Regions from separate parts of the Mus musculus genome. Here all the other regions are linked to region 7. The links are chromatin contacts, called in public promoter capture Hi-C maps. All regions are on one chromosome and are shown on one strand. Each heading gives the region's core, a stretch centred on a gene start, on an enhancer-like site or on the middle of the called end of the contact. The rest is flanking DNA. Distances are from core to core; before and after follow the strand shown.

Region 1 (2,970 bases), core at 204-2,703, 810 kb before region 7:
ATCCAGGGGGTGTGCAGGCAAGGATTTTACACGCATCCAGGGGGTGTGCAGGCAAGGATTTTACACGCATCCACAGGGTGTGCAGGCAAGGATTTTACACGCATCCAGGGGGTGTGCAGGCAAGGATTTTACACGCATCCACAGGGTGTGCAGACAAAGTGCCTTAGACTGATCACTAGACTCTTTTTGCCATCAAGCTTAACAGTCTAAACACTGTCCCTCCCAACATAGCCCCTCACCCGGTCTTCTGCAATTCTCATAGTCCTGGTAGGTCTGAAATCATCCCCTGAGACTCAGCAGGTGCTGCCAGCTCTGTGGTGACAGTGACAGTGTTTTCCATTCCTCTCTTCCCTTGCAGCCCCACATCCGAGCTCTTAGCCTAAGAGCCACATCTCCACGCAACAATGCCTTTCTTGATCCTTAAACACTCTCCTGCTGCAGCCTTGCACATCCACGGTCCCTCTGCTCAGGACCTCCCAAGCACCAGCCCTCAGTCACTTCTCAGCAGAGAGTTCTAAAACAACTAAATTTCCCAGTGTGAATTGAGGAGCCCTGGCTCCAAGTGAGGTACCACGGAAGAAGACATTTTCTTCAAAGGTGGGTACGTGCCTCAGAGAAAAGCATGCCCGGGACCTCATAAAATCAGGAGCATTGGCCAATACCTGTGCTCCCAGCACTCCAGAGATGGCGGGAGGAAAGTTCAAAGTTTAAGGTCATCCTCAGCTACATATGGAGTTCTGGGTCATCCTGAGCTACATGAGACTGTCAACAACAAAAAAGCAAACCATGTTCTCTGTCCACTTAATGGAGCTATTTACTACATATATGTAAATGATACGTAACCACCTTTTATTTGTTCCTTTGGTCGTAGCCAATCAGTGTTTGGGAAACACATTTTCTGCTGTTTAATCAGTGTGGACTTAACTATAGGCATTTTCTTTCATTCCAGGCTCCCCGTTTCCTCTGCTTCAGGACCCTTCTGCTTTTGCTGCACTGTTGCAGCAATTAAACCCCTCCCTTAGAGGACCCAGTGGCAAAGGCCATCTCCAACATTCTGCCCCATGCTCTAGTTCCAGGGGAGTCCAGCAGTTCCCACCTCCAGCGGAAACCCTAGTAGAAAGGGTATCTTAACATTGGCACTTGAGACAGGCCCCCCATCTCTCATCACACTCCCCTCTCATTCTGCTTCCAGGGCCCCTTGGAGAAATAGGCTCCAGCCAGTGTCACACTGCAAAGCCCTCTGATACTCTAAGAAATCCTGGCAAGCTAGTAACTGGGGGTGCTGGTGGGGTTCCAAGGCTCAACATCCCTTACATACTCAAACCTGTCTGGATGTCCCTCTGGGTTTTTGGAGGGGAGAGAGTGATGGGGAGGACACATCTGAGAACACAGGATAAGCTGAGTAGGCTGCTCCAGGGTGGAGGGAAGAGGGAGGGGAGAGGTGAGGTGCTGGAAGGGGTGGGGACAGAAGGGCTGGCCAGAGCAGGACGCTGCTGTTGCTGCTGCTGCTGCTCCTGCTGCTGCTGTTGTACAGGGGGCATTCGTTGTAGGGACAAGAGGACAGTTGGAACAGTTAGGACAGTGGGATAGGGTCTTCGCGTATCTTACTTCTCCATCTTCAGCCATGACAGAGAACTCAGACAAAGTTCCTATCACCATGGTAGGGCCTGAGGACGTTGAGTTTTGCAGTCCCCCGGTGAGTACCTCCTGGGTCCCCAGGACTGCTGTGGAGTAAGTCCAGACACAGAGACCCCGGCTTCCTGTGGGTGCCAGGTCCACTTCTGGGATCAGGGATTTGGGCCTTTGGATGTGTGGTGATGAGGGAATCAAATGAGAATGTCCAGTGTGGGGGGAGAGTGTCAGGGTACAGAGGATCCACCACAGGCGTGGAGCAGAGGGTGCAGTACTAGGGGGCCGGCCTAGGGAAGAGTCTGCTATGGTACTTCCATGTCTGAGGACAAGGGACACTCGCAAGGCAACCTCTGAGTGTTCTTGGGGCCAAGGTTTCCTACTCCAGTCCTCGCGGTTCCCCCGGGACAGGATGCAGGGATCGCGAGTGTGGGTGGCACGGCAACCAGTCCATCTCCTGCCCCGCAGGCGTACACCACCGTCACCGTGAAGCCCTCCGGGAGCCCAACACGGCTGCTCAAGGTAGGAGCTGTGGTCCTCATTTCTGGCGCGGTACTGCTGCTCTTCGGGGCCATCGGGGCCTTCTACTTCTGGAAGGGGAATGACAATCACGTAAGTTCAACGAGTGACTCCCCAGTTGGGATGCAAGGGCCGCCAGGTGCGCAGGGTGGCCGAACCCCTAGGTGGAGCCAGAGCGCTGCTCGGCCAGCGGGCACAGCCTGCTGCTCCCTTTGGTCCCCTTGGTTCTCTTGGACACCTCCCTTCTCAGGTCTAGCCTAAAGTGGGTACAGGGTACAGGGTAGGCAAGCTCAGGGTTCCTAGGCTGAAAACAGAAACGGGGACTGTTCGAGAACGCCCTGGACACTGTGGGAAAAGCCATTTTCTGCCATCCCAGCCTAACGCAGCTTACCAAGCAGTTGTGAGGCAGTGGGTAGGGCACGTGACCTCTCTGAGCTTCTTCTCCAGAAAGAAAGAAATGAAAGTAAATGATCCTTGATGCCTGTCCCAGCTGAGGAAAGCCATAAATTTAAATAGGACAAAGGGTAGAAAGAATATTCAATCCTACAGCTGAGGGAAACTCTTTTAACAAGAAAGTTCTCCTGTTTGTGACCTATTTATTCATTCTCCCTATTCTGTGTTAAAACAAAAAGTCAGACTTCCTTAGAGGTAACAAATCTCTTTTAAGAATCAGTGTGCTCACCTGTGATTTAATGGCAACAGTCTCACTAACGACTCTCCTCCCTTTATGTGCTCATTGAGATTAAGGCTGGATAGACTCTCTCAAGGAGTATAAAAAGCGTTTCTGTCTGAACTGGGCAGAGTTCCAATGCGTTCTCTAAA
Region 2 (3,041 bases), core at 419-2,918, 630 kb before region 7:
GCAGGCACCTCAAAACATCTGGAGGTGGGGGGTGGGGAACCTGACATGCATAAGGACTTGTGTTAATGTTTTAAATATTCGCTAAAGGAGTTTTCTAGGTTTAATTTTTACGAGGAAAGGCTCATTAATCCCTAATCGCATAGATCACATTAACAGCTATTTTCAAACTCAGCTGTGCCAGTTAAGGCTATAAAATATTGTTGGGAACACACAAACAACCAAAACTTCTGCTCAGTAATGGTTTTGACCAGAAACTCATCCGCCGGAGTCAGTTTTTCCTTATTTGTGCCCAAAGGCCCAACAGACTAAACATTACAGCTGCCCCAATTTTCTAATTTCAACTTGCATTTATGATAACGCTTTTGTTTCGTGTACGGCGCTCAGGCTGCTGACACAGCTGGGCCGCTTCTTTGTAATAAACACAGGGCTTCTATATTTAAAAGTACAGTGCAACTTTGTTGTAACATCCCCTCCCCAGTCTCCGGGCTAATTTTCTGTCTTCCAAGCTCCACCTCCATCCCATGATTTTTTTTTTTTTTTAAATCAGTGACGCTCCAAACAGCCTCCGGGAAAGCCGGCTCTGTTCTTTCAAGACATCTCATCCCAGTGGTATTTTTCTTCTCCGCAGTTTGCCGTGTGTTTGAAGAGGAAAGGGGAGTTAGAAGGAAAATAAGAGACATTCTGCAAAAGCCTTGAGGCGAGGGTTGCTGGGGGGGGGGGGGAGCGGTGGACCGGGCTCGGGTGCACGCGGCGGGGGTCCTAGAGCCCAGCCGGCGACAAGGGATCGGCGGGGGTCTGGCGATAGGGAGCAGCGGGGTGGTCTCCAGCCGCTGTTGACAGTAACTGGAGCGCAGCGGGCACGCCCCGGCCCGCCGAGTAGGAAGGGGGCGGCGGAGCAGGGTGTGGGCCGAGGGGGCACCCGGGCGGGGGGAGATAAGGCGAGGCCCAAGTTAATCATCACCTCCCGAGCGCCTGGAAAAGTACGGGCTGAGGGCGGGGTACAGCCGCGGGGAAAGCGAAACTCCTCTCGCAGCGGGCCCGAGAGCGGCCGCCGCGCTCCTCCGGCCTCCGAGAGCCAAGCTCCCATCCACGGGAGCAACTACACTGCCTGCTCCCAAACTCACCCCGAACACGGCTGCAGAAGTCAGCCAGAGCCACTAAGCAAGTAAACTCAACTAGAGCAAAAAGTGACACTGTTCCCATACCGGGAGTCGAACCCGGGCCGCCTGGGTGAAAACCAGGAATCCTAACCGCTAGACCATATGGGAAGTGCTGCTACAAGCACTGCTGTGACCCACCTGACTAGCGTCAGCGCCGCTACCACTCAGCCACTCTGCTGCAACTCGCGCCGCCGAAGCCGCCCCCGCGGCCGCTGCCCCACGCGCGGGCACGAGCCCGGCGGAGCGCGCGGGCGTGGCGGGGGGGAGGAGCGGGGCCGGTGCGCGCCCCTGGAAAGTTCTGAGCCGAAGCCGGGCGCCCCGTGCGCTCCCGGAACGGGCGGCTGCGCCTTTCTTTCTCAGCCGTCAGGTCCCGGGCTGCTCCCCGGTCACAGAGCGGGCGGGCAAGCCGGCAAAGCCGAGGGCGGCGCCGGCTGTGGGAACGGCGGCGTGCGGCCGGGGCTGGGGGGAGGCGATCGAGCCTCTCGGCTGCGAGCCAGCTCGGGAGTGGAGGTTCTGGATCCCGGGAGGCGTGAGGACCGCGGGATGGAGCCTGGGTCGGACGCTCGGGGCCCGCGGCTCCGGTCCCGTCGCGCTTTCGTCCCTTCTGGGTGACCTCAACCCCTTTATACCGACCCCACCTCTCAGGCGCCGCGAGTACCGCCCCGTGGGGGAGGGGAAGAGGCGGTGACAACCGCGCGCGCGGGTTGGGCCGTCGCGGCCGCCGTAGTCCACCCGTGGAAACGCCGTACCCGGGGGGGACGCCGAGACCGAGAGGTCCTGGCTTGAGCCACCGGCGGACATCAGTGAGCGGGATCGCGGGCTGCCCGCGGAGCTGCCGCCGTCATGTGAGTCGGGTCGGGTCGGGTCGGGCTTGCGCCGCCAGGCGCCCGCGAGTGGCCTCCTCCCGCCCCTCCGCTCGCCCGGGGCCGCCCGACCTGCGGGGCCGGTTCTCTCGGAGACGCGGCCGCCCTCTAGGCAGGAGCCGGGGACTCGGGTGCCGCCCCCGCCCGCCCGCCGGGGCCCGGGCCCGGGGCCGGGGTGGCGCTGCGGCCTCAGACGTCCAGGGGCTTTTCCCAGCCTCGCGTCCCCAGAACGAATGAATTAGCTAGAAGGGCACGGGAAAGAGAAATACTTTGAGACTTCTTCATCTCGGTGCAGTGTGATTTACCTTCACCGGAGAGCAGTTTTCCACGGACTTTAGCTTTACATAAATAATACAACTGCTTTGCTAAGACAGAAGTCCGAAAACAGCCTTATATCCCATTTTTTAACAACTGTAAAAATTCCTTTCAATTTTTGGATAAGCTTAGAGTTGTTTTTATCTTTTCAGGGCCGACTACTGGAAGTCACAACCAAAGAAATTCTGTGATTACTGCAAGTGCTGGATAGCAGACAATAGGCCTGTATGAAATTTTTATTAAAATATTCACGTGATGTGTTGTTTTTTTGACTTTAGTGTGTATAAGCCACTTTCGTGTATAGTGCTCTTTATTCTTCAAAACCTAAAAAGGTTTCTTTTGTTTGATTCCTCTTATGAAAGCTATAGCCTTCTCCTTTTCATCAATCTGACTTTGATTTTAAGGCCAAATTATTTCTGGGGACTTTGAGGAAATGGACAGTGAGTGGGATAATCTTGTTTATGGAATACCTGCCCCTTAAAAAGGAATATTGTAGTTTTTCCTGTTCTCCACAGGAAGGAGAACAGCATTATTCCCTGGTGAGATACAAAGGGAGCAGCTGTAATATACCTTATGCTGAAAGCCTTGAGCCCACTATTTTTGCAAGGGGGTTGGGGGCGGTGATTTTTCAAGACAGGGTTTCCAGACAGCAACTCACTCTGTAGACCAGGCTAGCCCGCAGCCCACAGAGATCTACTTGGCT
Region 3 (2,905 bases), core at 123-2,622, 580 kb before region 7:
TAGTCAAAGGAGACGGCATTGTGTAAATATCTCCGGAATAAGGGTCGTAACAGAGAAATGGATCTCGGGGGTGCCCAAAAAATATTACCATCTCTTTGGCACACATACCCAACCTTTGGGGTGGATTTTCTGCTACCGATACAACTGAGCTACTGCTGCTGCTGCTATTGCTGCTATTATTGCTATCACTGCTGTGGCTGCTATTTGGCTTGGCAACCACTGACTTGTACAACCTATCACCAAATCGCAGCTGCCGGAGAGCCCCTTCAATAATGTCCAGGCAGTATTTCTTCACAATAGGCTTGCTCAGTAGCCCTCCCAGGTAGTCCTGCTCTTCTGCAGGGAAGTGCGCCCAACGAATACACTTAAAGACTTCCGCAGCACTGGGACCCCGCTCTTTCGGAGCAGCCTCCAGCCACTGCACCGCCACATGACACACAGTCTTCTCACTCTCTACATCCAAGCTGTCCAGACGCAGGACGGCCAGCAGCTGGGCCAGGGTCAGATCTGCCAGCGTCTCCTCCCGAATGGACCCCATCCTGCTGAGCTGCTTGAAGTTGTGAGCTATGAAGGACTGGGCCTGAGATCGCAGCTTGTGGTGGTCAAAGGCATCGGCAAACTTGAGGATGGCAGTGCAATTGGTCAGGTCAAGGCGGCGAGCCAGGAAGGAGGCACAGGCTTCGCGCACGTACTCCAGCTGCAGCATATCCGAGGCCGCGTACAGGCGCTGCACGTTGGCCTCGCTGAGCGACACGCGACCAGTGTAGCAGTAGTCCACCAAGACCTCGAAGGACTCGGCATCCACGTCGTGGATCGTCACGCTGGCCTGCTGGCTCTCGTACATGCCCCCCGTGAACATGCTCTTGAAGTAGGGGCAAGCGGCCGCCAGCACGTTGCGGTTGCACGAGAAGAGGCGCCCCGTGCCCGGCCCGCTGCCAGGCGTCACCACCTCGATGGTCACATCGCACAGCAGCCGCGCGTCGTAGAAAGACTTGAGCTGTGCCAGGAGGGCTGCGGAATGGGCCGCGTCCTTTAATTCCTCCGGGCCCGTGAAAAAGGCCGACACCGAGGGCTTGGAAATCCTCTTGGGCCGCCTCCCGCCGCGGGGGCTGGCGAGGCGGCGAGAGCGCGGGGCGTCTTCCCGGGACTGCATGGTGGAGATGGCGGCGGGGCGCCGAGGGCGAGAACGGCTGCAGACGCCCGGCTCCTCCTCACGCCTCCCTCGCCGACGCCGACTCAGCGGCGTCCCAGAACAAACTCGGCTCGCGGCCGCAATTACTCAGCTGGGCCTTCGGGGCGGAGCCGTCTGCCTTTATCGCGTAGTCCCCGGCTGACTCACTGTTTCCCTTCACGCCCTTTCTCAGCCCTTAGCTCACCCTCACACGACCCTGGGGTCTAGCCGCAGGAGCAGCTTCTGCCGAGCGGGCGAGACGGGTAGATGCCCGGACGAACTACTCTTCCCAGGTTGCCTTTCGCGCGCCTCGATGCATGACGGGATCCTCCGGCTCACGGACTATATGAAGAGGCCGAAGCCGCTTTGCATCTTGGGAATTGTAGTTTACATAACCTCTTTATTTTTTTTTTTCTGTTACTGGGTCCTTCACTGAGGTAGAAAGTGGATAGTATCCGGAATTTGATACTTTAGGTTTCAGTCTTGCATAGTGGCATACATATTTATCCCAGCACCAGGGAGGCTGAGGCAGGGGGATCTCTTGAGTTTGAGAACAACTTGGTCTGCATAGAGAGTTCCAGGACAGCTTGAGCTATGTAGAGAGAACCCATCTCACTAAAATAAAATAAAATATAATGGCTTTCAAGTCCAGAGTAAAAGTATCCACTCTATTATTTGTTTGCATGACTTCCTCCTGAAAACTTTATTGAATTTGAAAACTGAGGATAGCAGTATTTTAGTTTTGTGAAGACTGAATGGTATGTGCAATTTACAGAGTTCTTTTGTTGTGGATAGCCCTGGGGCTAATTATATTTGATGTTAATTCCATTCTCCTGTGAGTGGTTGTGAACAAGGGATGAGTTGGCACCCAGGTGATTTCCTGTAAACCTGATTCCACCTTAATTTGAAAAATAAAGGAGAGCTGATGATTGGGCAGATAAAGGGAAGGTGGAGAGAGAGAAGATGAAGAGTAAAAGGAAGAAGAAGAAAAGTGGAGCAGAAGCACATGGCCTGGAGAAACTGAAAGTTCTAAGGGGTCACATAAGACGTGGAAGACCGTAGTGTAGACATACAGCACGTATTTATATTAGCTGAGCTGTGTTTTCATTGCCAGGGCATATTTGGGTTGGAGTTTTACTGCAACATTCTTTATTTTATTAGAAATATTAAAGTTACAGACTATTTTTAAAATGCAAAATCAAGCATTACTGTTTCTTACTTACTCTTATAGAAACACATCTACTAATTTGAAGCCATGAGCCATTAAAAGACTGTAAATTTCTGCAAATAACTTCTTTTTCACTTGCAGCTTAAATGCACACACACAGAGGTTTTCTTTTTTCTTTACTTTCTTTTGTTGTTGTTGTTGTGAGACAGGGCTTCTCTGTTTAGCTCTGGCTGTCCTGGATCCACCTGCCTCTGCCTACTAAGTGCCAGGATTAAAGGCATTGCTGGGATTAAATAAAGGTGGTGGCACATGCCTTTAACCCCAGCACTGAGGAAGAAGAAGCAGGGAGCATTTGATCGAGACCAGCCTGGTCTACAAGAAGAGCCAGGGCTACACAAAGAGAATCCCTGTCTCAAAACAAACAACCCATGCTCAGAAAAACAAAAAAAAAACCAAATTACGTAGATTCATTAGGAAGTATTGGACGACTAATTTGAGGACCTAAGAACATTTATGGAAGCCATTCAAATGTCTAGACTAGGTATAAACAAAGACGTGGTTTTGTT
Region 4 (2,961 bases), core at 92-2,591, 740 kb before region 7:
CTGCTTCTGCCGCCCAAGCACTGGGATTAAAGGTGTGCGCCAACACCAGCAGGCTCTCTAATACCGCGCTATCAAACCTCATGATCACTCTGTAGACCTAAGAATACAAAGCGGAGCTTGTAACATTAAAACAACAATGTAGCTATCCTAGTCTGCTAGTCTCTACAAAAGTGATTTCTCTAAGGCTCAAAACATAAAAATGTTTCCTTTTTTCCAGCGGGGGAGCTCTGAAGTGTCGGGAAGAATTTCACACATCCCAGGCTAGCCTCAACTCACAAAGTAGCTGAGGATGACCTTGAATTTCTGACCCTAGGGCATTCACCGCCTGAGTACCAGGATTACAGGCCTGTACCACCATACTTGACATGTGCCGATAACTCTCTGGAGTCCAGCCAGCGCTCCTAAGAAACATCCGTACAAAGCTAGTTTGTTCTAGACTTCACCTGAAATGGCCCAAAAGCAAATCATATAATACTAAAATGTAGGCAGGGTTTATTTACTGATACATCCCAAGAACTCGCAGGATCCAAAGTTTAAGGCCAGCCTAGATAAAAAGCGCGGTTTTATAAACAACTGTATAAAGAACAACCACAGTCATCTGTAAAGTGGAAGGCACAGAGGGAAAATGTTCTTTAGTAAATTTAATTAAGGACACTTAACAGTACCTGACATATAAGGGCAAACATAACTGTTAAAGTAAAAAATTGATACATCAAGCCCTATTTTCGCCTTTTCCTTGATCATAAATGCCATTATAAGTGCAACCACAGACAGTAACTATGTTTCCAAGAAATAAATGGGAGGGAGGTGCCCTCATCGGGAGCTTGTGGAGAGGAAGGGCAAGATCTATGGCAAAGGTATTAAGGAGACAAAGAGATTAAGTATCTTAATTTTGGGACTTAGATACATTGTAGCTTTGCTCCCACGAAGGTAATGCCGGGAAGAGGAGGGGTCTGTAGGGACCCAACAGTCCCAGTGAGCTCACTCACCTCTAATGCTGCCTGGGGATCCCCGTCGATCAGAGCATCTGAGAAGCTCTGGAAAAGCCTGCCAAGAAAACAACGACTTCAGCAGGTCTCTCTAATCAAGGAAAGAATAGAAAGACAAACAGCAAAGGTGAAGAAAATCACGCACCGCTGGGACGATGCAGGTCCTGCTGCAGCTGCCGCCATCCCTAGGAGTCAAGAAAGCTTCTGCCTGAGCGTTTCTACCTTGGTTACCAGCTCCGCCGCCGCCCAGGAAGGGAAAACTTCTAAAGAAACCCCAACTGAGCTTCCGTCCTCCGTAGCCAATCAGCGGTCGCGCAGCATGCAGCCGCGGAAAAGGAGGCGAAGGGTGGGCAGGTAGGCGCGGGGCCGGCTGGGAAAGAGGAGGAAACGCTCTCCGGCCCCGCCCCTACCCGTGACGCAGCCAAGCCCCCGCCCCGAGGGCGTGGCCGTGAGTCCCGCGCCCCGCCGTACGCCCGTGGGGGATCCGGCATGGCTTGTAAGCTTTGAAATATTGTCTCGGAGCCCACTGTAAGGTACTGGGGATCCGTCGGGAGGTAGTTCTGGCTTCGCTAAGGAGTGTCACGTTAAGCTCCGTTTACTCCGGTTTTCATCATGGCTACCGCCGGCGGCCAAGTTGTGCGTGACGTCACTCGTGGCAGCCAGGTCTTTTCCGGCAGCAGAGCCCGGGATGGCGCATCAGTTCGCATGACTCTCTCCGTGGAGAACCCGGACGGCCTGGCTCGCCGGAAGTCACGTTACCGGCATGGAGGACGGAGTTTTCCGGAGGGCCTGCCAGATGCCAGAGCTCCACACCCCAAGCTTCCTTCCTAAGTCGGCTTTCCAAACCAAGAAAAGCCTGTTTCACAAGCACCGCGTGGATGAAAGTGACCTATAGCTAATGGTCTTATTGCTGCTTTGTGTTCTAAGTAACCAGTAAGCCCCCCGTCCCCCGCCGTCCTTAGAGCCAAACATCACACTAGGAAGTTTCCTGCGAATTCTTTGAAACTGAGTGGTAAGGGGCAACAGGAGGGAGTGGCAGTTATAGGTTCACCAAACTTGATTTAAAAGCTCTTGATAACGCTCAGTAACTCGTTTTACCAAGTCTGTTTTAGTAGGTGAAATGATTGAAGTGGTCGTTGGCTTCCTCAAACAAGATATATATAAGACCTCAGTCTGGAAACATGACAGTCCACGAAGAAAAAGAAATTACAGTTCAGGCATTTGTGTACATATCCCCACTGTTAAACTCGCCCACTTTTCTGAGTTCTAACTTTAAAAGACCTAAGTTTTGTCTTCCCCACTTTTCTAGCACGTTTTCCATACTGGCCAAACGCCTAGTTGTGCTTGCTAGCTATCGTGGGTATTATAATTTTTTGTTACAACCTCAACCTACCAATCAATCACCCCTTGCAGATGCAAAAAATAACGGTGGGAGGACGTTTGAAAATACAGAGAAACTTGAGCCCATATTCAAGATGGAGAAACGGAGGTTACAAAGATTTAAGTATGTATGGGGTCATCAAGAGATGGAAGTGTGGAATACTACAAAGTTTAAAGTGTAACACATTTGCCACCTGTAGGTATATCCCATCTGTATTGTAAATGGGTTGTTTGAAGGGGGGGGGGGGTCGAGCCGGGGCGGGGAAGGGCTGATAGAAGATAACAGGTCCCAGAAAGGAATCTGAATCCACTTGTGGGAAAGGAGAAGTAGGTGGGAGAGACACTTGAGGCAGACCAGGGCCAGCTGGCCACTAAACTCAAAGAGGTGCAGGTTTCAGGTTTTAGTAAGTACTGAGAAGATCAAATTAGCTCAACTAAACTGAAGCTAAGCAGATCTGTAAGGGAAGGTAGAGAGCATCGTTTTGGATCTTTCCATTCAAGGTTGTTTTCCGTTTCTGTGAACCCTGCAGAAACTAGACTGTAAAAGAACAGATGCATAACGATGAGGAGTGTCTTCTGCATAATGTCTTTA
Region 5 (3,034 bases), core at 314-2,813, 600 kb before region 7:
CACCCAAAATGTAAATGTAACCATTCAGATATGTCATATCCATACCCTCCGGACACAGCAAGTGGTCAGTCAGTTGATACAAATTATTTTGGGCTGGCTTATATACCCATACACCTCTCCTGGACTGAACAGTGGGACAGATGTCATGGTCTGGAGAAATATAGACAGCTAAGGTGGTGAGAGTTCTAGTGTGTGCAAGGCAAGTCACAGGCAAGGACACTTTGTAAATTTCCTCAGAGTATGGGTCAAAGCAGAAAAAGTGATGTTTGGGGTGTCCACAGAAAACCATCATTCTCTTCACACACATCCCTAACCTATGGGGTGGATTTTCTTCTGCTGGGACAACAGTGTTGCTGGTGTCATTATTATTACTATTGCTATTGTTGCTGTTGCTTGGAATCTGTGCCAAAGCCTTAGGCAGACCATCATCAAAACGAAACTGCCGGAGAGCCCCTTCAATAATGTCCAGGCAGTATTTCTTCACAATAGGCTTGCTCAGTAGCTCCTCTAGGTAGTCCTGCTCTTCTGCAGGGAAGTGCGCCCAACGAATACACTTAAAGACTTCCCCAGCACTGGGACCCCGCTCTTTGGGAGCAGCCTCCAGCCACTGCACCGCCACATGACACACAGTCTTCTCACTCTCTACATCCAAGCTGTCCAGACGCAGGACGGCCAGCAGCTGGGCCAGGGTCAGATCTGCCAGCGTCTCCTCCCGAATGGACCCCATCCTGCTGAGCTGCTTGAAGTTGTGAGCTATGAAGGACTGGGCCTGAGATCGCAGCTTGTGGTGGTCAAAGGCATCGGCAAACTTGAGGATGGCAGTGCAATTGGTCAGGTCAAGGCGGCGAGCCAGAAAGGAGGCACAGGCTTCGCGCACGTACTCCAGCTGCAGCATATCCGAGGCCGCGTACAGGCGCTGCACGTTGGCCTCGCTGAGCGACACGCGACCAGTGTAGCAGTAGTCCACCAAGACCTCGAAGGACTCGGCATCCACGTCGTGGATCGTCACGCTGGCCTGCTGGCTCTCGTACATGCCCCCCGTGAACATGCTCTTGAAGTAGGGGCAAGCGGCCGCCAGCACGTTGCGGTTGCACGAGAAGAGGCGCCCCGTGCCCGGCCCGCTGCCAGGCGTCACCACCTCGATGGTCACATCGCACAGCAGCCGCGCGTCGTAGAAAGACTTGAGCTGTGCCAGGAGGGCTGCGGAATGGGCCGCGTCCTTTAATTCCTCCGGGCCCGTGAAAAAGGCCGACACCGAGGGCTTGGAAATCCTCTTGGGCCGCCTCCCGCCGCGGGGGCTGGCGAGGCGGCGAGAGCGCGGGGCGTCTTCCCGGGACTGCATGGTGGAGATGGCGGCGGGGCGCCGAGGGCGAGAACGGCTGCAGACGCCTGGCTCCTCCTCACGCCTCCCTCGCCAACACAGGGGCGGCACAGCGGCGACCCAGAACAGACTCCGCTCGCGGCCGCAATTACTCAGTTGGGCCTTCGGGGCGGAGCCGCCTCCCTTTATCGCGTAGCCGACGGCCAGCATCTTCACACCAGCGCGGACGACACCGCAAAAGCGCAAGGAGTAAGCCAGCAGGGTACGTTACAAACTGCTTTTCCCGCCTCCAGGCATGATGGGAGTTTTCAGGTTCTAGGGCGGAAACTGAAAGACTGCAGCTGCTTTGCATTTTGGGAGTTGTAGTTCATCCAAAGTCGCGAGCCTTTTTGGTTTTTCATTGTTTTCAGGATCTACTAGAAACCGCCGGTTCTCTTGGGATTTATTGTCGGGTTTAGAATTTATGGTTTGAAATCCTCTTTAATCCTTCTGTTCTAATGTGTTTGTTTTTTCTCTTGTAAAACATCAATAGTAGTATTTGAGAATATTGATGATTAAAAGAGCTGCATTGCTTTGGAAACATTTCATAGTTTTGTTTTACAAAAACAATAATTAGACGTGCAATTCCTGGAATATAAAAAGCTAGAGAGTTTTAGGGTTTTCTTTTTTTCCAGTATTTTATTGAAAATGAAGAAACATTGATTTAATATGAGTCTACAGAAAAACATCTTAAAGTTTCTTCAGAGATGTTTCTCGTTTGGTTGGTTCATTTGAAAAGATTTTATTTTTAGCACAGTTTTAGGCTCGTAGGAAAATTGAACAGGAAGTGCAGGAAAGTCCCAGCATCCATGTCTCACAGTTTCACCTATTAATACCCCTCTTAATGCCCTGCGTTACTGTGAGATTTGTTACAAATGATAAATGATTACTGGTGCATTAATATTAATAATGTTTATAGAGGAGTTTACTCTTTGTGTTGAAAAAAATCTGCAGGTTTTAAGCACCTGAAGCTCCCAAAAGTTGTCCTCTGACCCCCACACATGAGCTAGGTGCCTGCACAGAAAACTACGTATTTTTAAAAATAGAAACTGCCAAACCAAAAGGGAATTCTATAGACTCCAGCATTTTTGTTTTCCTACAGACTCACAATTTCAATTTTGTCATGCTTCAACTTTTGTTAATGGCCCTTGCATGCAAGCTCAGTTCCCAGAAGTACCTTGCATTAGAAAACAGCCTACAGTCTAGCTATACTGAAAGTTCCAAGACAGCCTAAGCTACAAAGAAAGACCTTTAACTCTAGTGTTGTATTTGAGACAGAGTCTTACTCTGTATCACAGGCTGGCTGTGAAATTGTGCAATCTTCCTGCTTAAACCTCTAAGGATAACCTGATGACATTGTCGGCATCAAATAGTTTGTTACCTTCACTGCTATTTGATAAAAGACAAACTGCCGTGAGCCATCAAAAAGAGGCTAACGCTAGCAGAGGACTTTCTTGGAGGTGGCCCACCTTTTTGTATGACCTAGGATGGGTGAGCTTTGAGAGGCAAGGTTCCAAGTGGCTTTGTCTCAGGATTGCTTCTTGCAGCTGATATTCCTTGCCTGCCACTCTTATAGAGACTAGGGATTCCTGGGCATTAGTCCAGCCTATTGAGCAAATAAATGCCCTGCAGATCAACATAAAGGTAAACTTTCATTAATTAATACTGTTTATA
Region 6 (2,928 bases), core at 400-2,899, 550 kb before region 7:
TTAACTGAGGGCTTGCTCTCAGTTTTAGGTTTGTCCGTGGACATCATGGTGGTGAGTGTGGTAACAGGCAGACAGGCTTGGTGCTGGGAACAGTAGCTGAGAGCTCACCTCTGATCTCTAAGTTGCAGGCAGAGACCTGGCCTGGCATGTGCTCTTGAAACCTCAAAGCCACTCTTGTGGTACATGTCCTCCAACAAGGCCACATCTCCTAATCCTCCCCAAACAGTTCCACTAACTGGGAACTAAACACTCAAATATACGAGCCTATGGTCTCATTCAAACCATCACACATATTTTAAAAGAAGACAAAAGAAATCCATCCAAATGGCACTTGCTGCTCTTGCAGAGGACCAAGGCCAACACCTGCACAGTGGGTCACAAATTGTCCCTAACTCCAGTTCCAGGAGACTGATCTGACACACCCTCTCCTTGCTTCCTGGGCATCAAGCATACATATGATATACATACACACACACATACATACATACATACATGCAGTTAGTTACCCACACACATACAAAAATATTTTTTTAAAAAATGACAGATTAGGTGAAATTGGGTATGCACAATAATTATCTGTTCTTCCTTCAGATAAGGGCAAGATAGGGAAAATGTTTTTCCTCCTGATATTAAAACTGGAAATAAGGGTCAAAATTTAGCAGAATGGCTTGGGGATGTAGTTCAGTGGCCCAACATGCTCAAGGCCTATCTGTGGTTTGATCCTTAGCACAACAAATTACCAGAAGCAGCCTTTATTATAACTGCTGTTTGTTGCTGTGCCTGGCAACACATTCATATATAAGCTCCTTTGGTCTTGCTAAATCCAACTTAGCATTACCATTTTAAAAACTAAATATTCAGGAGATTCAGCATATACTGGGTTCTATTAATAAATTTCACAAAAATCAACAGCTGAAATTTGGACTGTGAAAGAATTCACGAATGCCCAGCAGCCACAGATTTAATACTCCAGAAGTGCATCTTTATATCTAACCTTGAGTACATCAGGAGTATTCGTTTGACGGTGGAAAGAAGAAAAGGATGGAAGATTTTAGTAATGCTCTGGCTAAAATTTCCAGTTTAGGAGTAGCTGTGGAATGAGTAACTACCTAAACCTAGAAAGAGCAAGGCTTCAACATCACCCCCACAACCCGGTATTACTCGACATTTTAAAAGCAATTCTCGGTTTCTGGTGTGTTAAAAGTGACAGTAAACGGGCACCAGGCGTAGAATGTGAAAATCATGTTGTGTAAGTCAGTATTATGGATTCTATACGGAAGTAACACCAGTGGGCAGTAGGAATTTTTTTTAAAGCCCTCTTACGGCCAAGAAAGAATTGTGAATATCTAAGTAAAAGAAGAAAATTGACGTTCTCGTTTCTTACTGATAACTGAGCCTCCTGTGCACCGCAACATTTCAGCTCAAGGTACTGCAAGCATGATCAGTCCCAGGCTACTGCTTCCGGGTTACGGTTTGTTCCTGGCTCCTCCTCCACTTTGCAGAGAAATGGTCCTTAGGTGTCCGTAACGGTAAACAAGAATGAAATGACGAAGCGGGTAGGATACTGCTCTGGAAGGACCACGCGTGGAACGGATTTGGAGCTGACTCCTGGAAGCTGCGACGTCCAAAGTGGATCGCCCTCTCCTAGTGCCCTAACCAAGGAATCCTGGGAGTTGTAGTTTACCCTTCCCCAGGCTTTCTTGTTTCCCACCCTAAGACCCTTTACTCCATCTTTCTCCCTAAATTTAGGGTTTTCAGATACTTATAAACCTAGAAGCGAACCTTTTCCCTAATTTACACATCAAATTCTACAGTATGTGATAGGCGAAATCTCAAGAATTTCTTTACGTGTTACCAACCCTTGAAGCAGTAGTTTCTAAGTTACTGATTTGTTTTGTTTCAGAGTGCAGGAGGTTAAGGCTAGAGACTCATGCACGCTAAGACAAGAGCTCTATCATTGAGCTATATCCACAGACTTGGGGGTTTGTTTTTTAAATGGAACCTCCCTCCCCCCAATCATTAACAATTTTAGCGGGGCGTGGGGGCACACACCTTTAATCCCAGCACTTGGGAGGCAGAGGCAGGCGAATTTCAGAGTTCGAGGCCAGCCTGGTCTACAAAGTGAGTTCCAGGACAGCCAGGGCTATACAGAGAAACCCTGTCCCAAAAAAAAACAAACAAAAACAAACAAAACAAAACAAAACAAAAACCCAAACAAACAAAAACAATTTTAGGAGATTCTGAATTGTTAATTGTTACACTTTTAGCCAGTATTGTTTAAAACATTGACTGAAAAAAACTATAGGGGCTCGCGAAATGGCTCAGTGGTTAAGAGCGCCGACTGCTCTTCCGAAGGTCCGGAGTTCAAGTCCCAGCAACCACATGGTGGTTCACAACCATCCGTAAGGAAATCTGATGCCCTCTTCTGGAGTGTCTGAAGACGGCTACAGTGTACTTACATATAATAAATAAATAAAACTTTAAAAAGAAAAAAAAAAAGAACAATGACAAAGAGAGCTATAAATTTGTATTTAAAAAAAAATCATAACAGGACCCCAAAATAGATAACTATATCTATGAATTAGAATTTTTAAAGATAGTGTTGTTTACGTGTGTGTTTAGAGACACAAGACCCTATCTCAAAAACAAACACAAATAGGGAGGGGTGAGTAAAAATGGTGGAAAGAGAGAAAAAGATAGAAACCAACATACAACAAAATAATATTTAACATTTACTAGTATGCACTTCAAGGTAGTTACTTCTGCCTACTATATACTAGTCACTAGTTTGAATGCTTTAAACCTATTAGTTCATATAGTTCCATAATACTCTTTTTCTTTTTTCGAGACAGGGTTTCTCTGTGTAGCCCTGGCTGTCCTGGAACTCACTTTGTAGACCAGGCTGACCTCAAACGCAGAAATCTGCCT
Region 7 (3,259 bases), core at 200-2,699:
TGTTGTAGTGAGGCATATCAGTACAAAACAAATTTTTTTTCATTTTTTTAAAAACCTCTTTTCAATTAAATGTTCTATCTGCTGACTCATGGCTCTTATAGTTAGCTAGAGAGTATAAATAAATAAATAAATAAACAAACAAACAAACAAACAAACAAACGGAGTCTACCCAAAACTGCTCAACCTCAAAGCCTGTCAGATTGTACCACATTCTACCCTTGACATCTGCCTTCTCTGATAAGAGTGTATTATCATCTGGACTGGTGAAATGATGGATTTATTAGATGAGATGATACTATCTGGAGATGACACACACAAGGAGGTGAACCTAGTGAGACAAAGTAGATTCTTTGAAAAGTAGGTCTTATCCCCGATTCCTCTCTCTCTGCCTCCCTGAGAGAGCAGCTTCCCTCTGCTAAGTCCTCTTGTCATCACGAATTTCTGCCTCACCACAGGCCACAGTGATTAAAGTATTAAGCATACACTGAAACATCTGTAACTTCCAGCCAAGAAATCTTCCCTTGTTTTAGGCTGCTCTGTGTGTGTGTGTGTGTGTGTGTGTGTGTGTGTGTGTGTGTGTGTGTGTGTTTTAATGTTGTCACGCAGATGAAAACTGAGTAACAGAGTGGAAAGCAAGTACATGCTCTAGAAGCTATAATCGAGGACAGGCAAGTTTTGAATCGCAATTTCACCTTGTGATCCTCAGCGAGGCACTTTTTTTTTTTGTTTCCCTCTTTTTTGGGACTCATTCATTCCGACTATAGTATAGGGTTTTAACTAAAGCGATGACTTTCAGTTCTAAGAGTGCTTGAAACCGAGTCTTCTGTTAAAATTGGGAAGGAACATGGGCACAGGTTCTCCAGCAAGATTGTACACGTGTCTATGCCATCACGAGCCCTACTTGGCTCATGACACAAAACCAAGCCCTCGGGAGTCAAAGGTCAAGGTCAAGCACGAGTCTTAACAGCCCCCAAAGGCTGCAGCATAAACCTCTCAGTGTCCTAGAGTCTACGTGAGGATTCTTGTACAAAAATCTCCAGTGGGAGAAAACTGTGTTCCTAGGCATCAGAGACCTTAGTCCGGACCCCTAAGGTTTCAGAGTGGAGCCCAGGGGGCGCCAGCGCCTTGCCCCACATCACAAAGCAGCGAGGGCAGCGGCAGCGAAGGCGGAGGGCCCAGTTACCTGAGTCGGTCGCCCCAGAGTGCAGCAGCCTGACCTCCAGCCGCTGCTGGTCCCCGCCCGGCCTGCCCCGCAACACCTGCCGCAAGAGCAGCCGCACTCGCCGGGAGGCCACGTCCCCAAGGCCGCCCGGGGCTCCTAGGAGGAGGAGGCGTGACTGCATGGTGCAGGAGGCATGCGTGGGACCTCCAGGGGCTTCGGACAAGCACAGTCCCTGGACCGGGCAGGAGGCGATCGGCGAGCGGGACAGGAAGCGGCAGGGAGGCGGGTCCGCCGGAAACTCCTTCCCCCGGCTCGCCGGGCTCTGCGGGATGGGCCCGGCCCGGGGCGGAGGGCAGGCCGAGCGCCAGCCGGTAGGATCGGCTACCGGAGCCCGGCGCGCCGCCCCAGGCGTGGTCGCCCCAGGGACGCCCGGAGCTGGGGAGATGCCAAAGACCTTTAGCACAGTTGAGCGTATGCCCTGTTTCTTTCTTGGCTGCTAGCCTACTGTGTTATGATGCACTGTGGGCTTTCCCCTCGATACTGCTTCGGATCTTTTTTCAGAATGGAGAAAATATTCAAGAGATTCTGGAACTTCACCTATTTTAATTCGTTGTCATCTTCCCAGGGTTTCCACACCACAGGCATTGAAAGCTTCAGTTTAGCCTTCCTTTGCCGCTCCTGTTTTATCATCTTCTAAACTGCAAGAGGAAATGTTACACTATAATGGTGAATGAAAAAACGTTCAACTACCAGAAGGATCCAGTCAGGCTACAAGGCAAGGGTTATATAAACATAATTTATGTCTTTAGTGAGGAAAAAGTAGGACACTTGACTAAGGCTCCCTCCCTACCATGCATTCCAAAAGCAGCAGCAGTCTTCCATAAAGCAAACAAAGTCTAATGTAATTAGGCTGCCTCCCCAAAATGTCAAGAGTGAATTAACCAAAGCAAAAAGTTTTAATGAAGTTCTGCACAATGAAATCAAACAAACAAGATGCAGGCCTGGCTCTCAGAGAATGGCCTTGCCAATTCTAGACCTACCTGTATCTTACATCCATATTAAGCACCCACCTCCCAGGCACTTAAACTTCCCGAGGAACTAAACTTAGAAGTAAATGGAGGTGGCAGAGAAATAATTTAAACTAGTTTGGAGAAATCGAAAATAAAGGAGTGAACATTAAAGATGTCAAAACAGCATAATTATTACATGGATAGATTCTCACTATTTCACAACCACACCTGTTAGGCCTCAAATCTGAGACAACCAGCTATAGGAGGTGCCAGTTAACAGATAAAAGCTAACAGAGGTCCCTGTTAACACATCAAAGCTGGTACTAGCCACTAGATCCTCCTCCTATCTCTCCATTCCCACCTGTTACAGGATCCTCCTGGTAGAGGCACTCAGTCCCCTACTCTGAACTCTCCAACCCAGAGGCAGTACTATCTTTCCCCCAAGCTGCTCTTCCATCTACAATCCAGCCTCTTTGACTACTCTGGTCCTCTTTTGGTCTCCTGGTCTGGCTTCCTGGATCCTGGCTCTCTCCTCTCCCAGCTTCCCCTCTACACACACACACACACACACACACACACACCACCCTCACTCAGGTGTTCATTTTCACTCTGAACCCTGCCAGATAGATGCCTCTGCCTCTGTGTTTTCTCCCTCACATCTATAATGCACCTTCTCCACCCTCTTACCCAGGAGGAGTCATATCCTCTTTTTATTTTCTTTTTGTTGTTGTTGTTGTTGTTCTTTTTTTCCTTTTCTTTTCTTTTTTAATCCCTATGTGAATTGGGTTAATGGCAAACATGCAAGCAGCATAGAAATTTACAAATTGCTTTTCCTCCTTTGAGCCTGAGATAGTTGACCATTGTTACAGTCAAGTAGATTAGGTCTGGATTTGACTAAAAGACAAGGCTCTGACCTGTCTATGAGGGCATTTCAAGGAAGCAGTAATTCAAAGGGGAAGACTCTCCCACCCAGCATGTGCAGTACCTTCCTGAGGAAACTTAAAAAGAAAGAGTTGGAGGGAAAAGCCTTTCTCTTGCTTGCCTGTCTCTGCCTCTGGCTGATGAGGATCATAATTCACTGCCATGA

The links. Promoter capture Hi-C pulls out the DNA fragments that hold promoters and counts their contacts. Capture Hi-C pulls out chosen DNA fragments and counts their contacts.
Region 1: a promoter capture Hi-C map of pre-B cells shows a contact between it and region 7, with 4 times the contacts expected there. The contact joins the promoter of Cnmd here to the promoter of Vwa8 in region 7. A contact is called at or near these places in 4 of 39 promoter capture datasets (liver, pre-B cells and stem cell-derived epiblast-like cells) and 1 of 484 Hi-C or Micro-C datasets (pre-B cells).
Region 2: a contact with region 7 is called in a promoter capture Hi-C map of liver. The contact joins the promoter of Wbp4 here to the promoter of Vwa8 in region 7. A contact is called at or near these places in 8 of 39 promoter capture datasets (the 3T3-L1 cell line, 3T3-L1-derived adipocytes, the C10 cell line and 4 more), 2 of 484 Hi-C or Micro-C datasets (cerebral cortex and embryonic stem cells), 1 of 115 datasets of contacts at active chromatin or transcription factors (astrocytes) and 2 of 9 other capture datasets (adipose tissue and liver).
Region 3: a contact with region 7 is called in a promoter capture Hi-C map of liver, with 2.6 times the contacts expected there. The contact joins the promoter of Kbtbd7 here to the promoter of Vwa8 in region 7. A contact is called at or near these places in 4 of 39 promoter capture datasets (the 3T3-L1 cell line, the C10 cell line, liver and 1 more).
Region 4: a contact with region 7 is called in a promoter capture Hi-C map of pre-B cells, with 2.7 times the contacts expected there. The contact joins the promoter of Sugt1 here to the promoter of Vwa8 in region 7. A contact is called at or near these places in 3 of 39 promoter capture datasets (the C10 cell line, cranial neural crest and pre-B cells) and 1 of 484 Hi-C or Micro-C datasets (uterus).
Region 5: a contact with region 7 is called in a promoter capture Hi-C map of second pharyngeal arch cranial neural crest. The contact joins the promoter of Kbtbd6 here to the promoter of Vwa8 in region 7. A contact is called at or near these places in 4 of 39 promoter capture datasets (cranial neural crest, frontonasal cranial neural crest, pre-B cells and 1 more), 1 of 484 Hi-C or Micro-C datasets (large pre-B cells), 1 of 115 datasets of contacts at active chromatin or transcription factors (craniofacial prominence) and 1 of 9 other capture datasets (liver).
Region 6: a contact with region 7 is called in a promoter capture Hi-C map of liver, with 2.6 times the contacts expected there. The contact joins the promoter of Mtrf1 here to the promoter of Vwa8 in region 7. A contact is called at or near these places in 11 of 39 promoter capture datasets (the 3T3-L1 cell line, the C10 cell line, cranial neural crest and 7 more), 1 of 484 Hi-C or Micro-C datasets (liver) and 3 of 115 datasets of contacts at active chromatin or transcription factors (the 230-238 cell line, astrocytes and embryonic stem cells).

The regions. Positions count from the first base shown.
Region 1 is chr14:79,660,666-79,663,635 of GRCm38.p6, reverse strand. It overlaps Cnmd (chondromodulin), which reads left to right and starts at 1,453. Exons shown (of 7, transcript NM_010701.3): 1 at 1,453-1,696; 2 at 2,098-2,241. The coding sequence starts at 1,625. It overlaps Gm41218 (a long non-coding RNA gene), which reads right to left and starts at 703. Exons shown (of 5, transcript XR_874848.1): 1 at 663-703.
Region 2 is chr14:79,479,895-79,482,935 of GRCm38.p6, reverse strand. It overlaps Wbp4 (WW domain binding protein 4), which reads left to right and starts at 1,668. Exons shown (of 10, transcript NM_018765.3): 1 at 1,668-2,005; 2 at 2,491-2,563. The coding sequence starts at 2,004. It overlaps Elf1 (E74-like factor 1), which reads right to left and starts at 1,742. Exons shown (of 9, transcript NM_007920.4): 1 at 1,299-1,742. It overlaps n-TEttc4 (a tRNA gene), which reads right to left and starts at 1,268; the gene lies at 1,197-1,268.
Region 3 is chr14:79,424,978-79,427,882 of GRCm38.p6, reverse strand. It overlaps Kbtbd7 (kelch repeat and BTB (POZ) domain containing 7), which reads right to left and starts at 1,372. Exons shown (of 1, transcript NM_001024135.2): 1 at 1-1,372. The coding sequence starts at 1,153.
Region 4 is chr14:79,586,040-79,589,000 of GRCm38.p6, reverse strand. Sugt1 (SGT1, suppressor of G2 allele of SKP1 (S. cerevisiae)) reads right to left here and starts at 1,341. Exons shown (of 13, transcript NM_026474.6): 1 at 1,135-1,341; 2 at 990-1,047. The coding sequence starts at 1,172.
Region 5 is chr14:79,450,364-79,453,397 of GRCm38.p6, reverse strand. Kbtbd6 (kelch repeat and BTB (POZ) domain containing 6) reads right to left here and starts at 1,563. Exons shown (of 1, transcript NM_001034882.3): 1 at 1-1,563. The coding sequence starts at 1,342.
Region 6 is chr14:79,396,493-79,399,420 of GRCm38.p6, reverse strand. It overlaps Mtrf1 (mitochondrial translational release factor 1), which reads right to left and starts at 1,649. Exons shown (of 11, transcript NM_145960.4): 1 at 1,385-1,649.
Region 7 is chr14:78,847,368-78,850,626 of GRCm38.p6, reverse strand. Vwa8 (von Willebrand factor A domain containing 8) reads right to left here and starts at 1,449. Exons shown (of 45, transcript NM_027906.1): 1 at 1,184-1,449. The coding sequence starts at 1,343.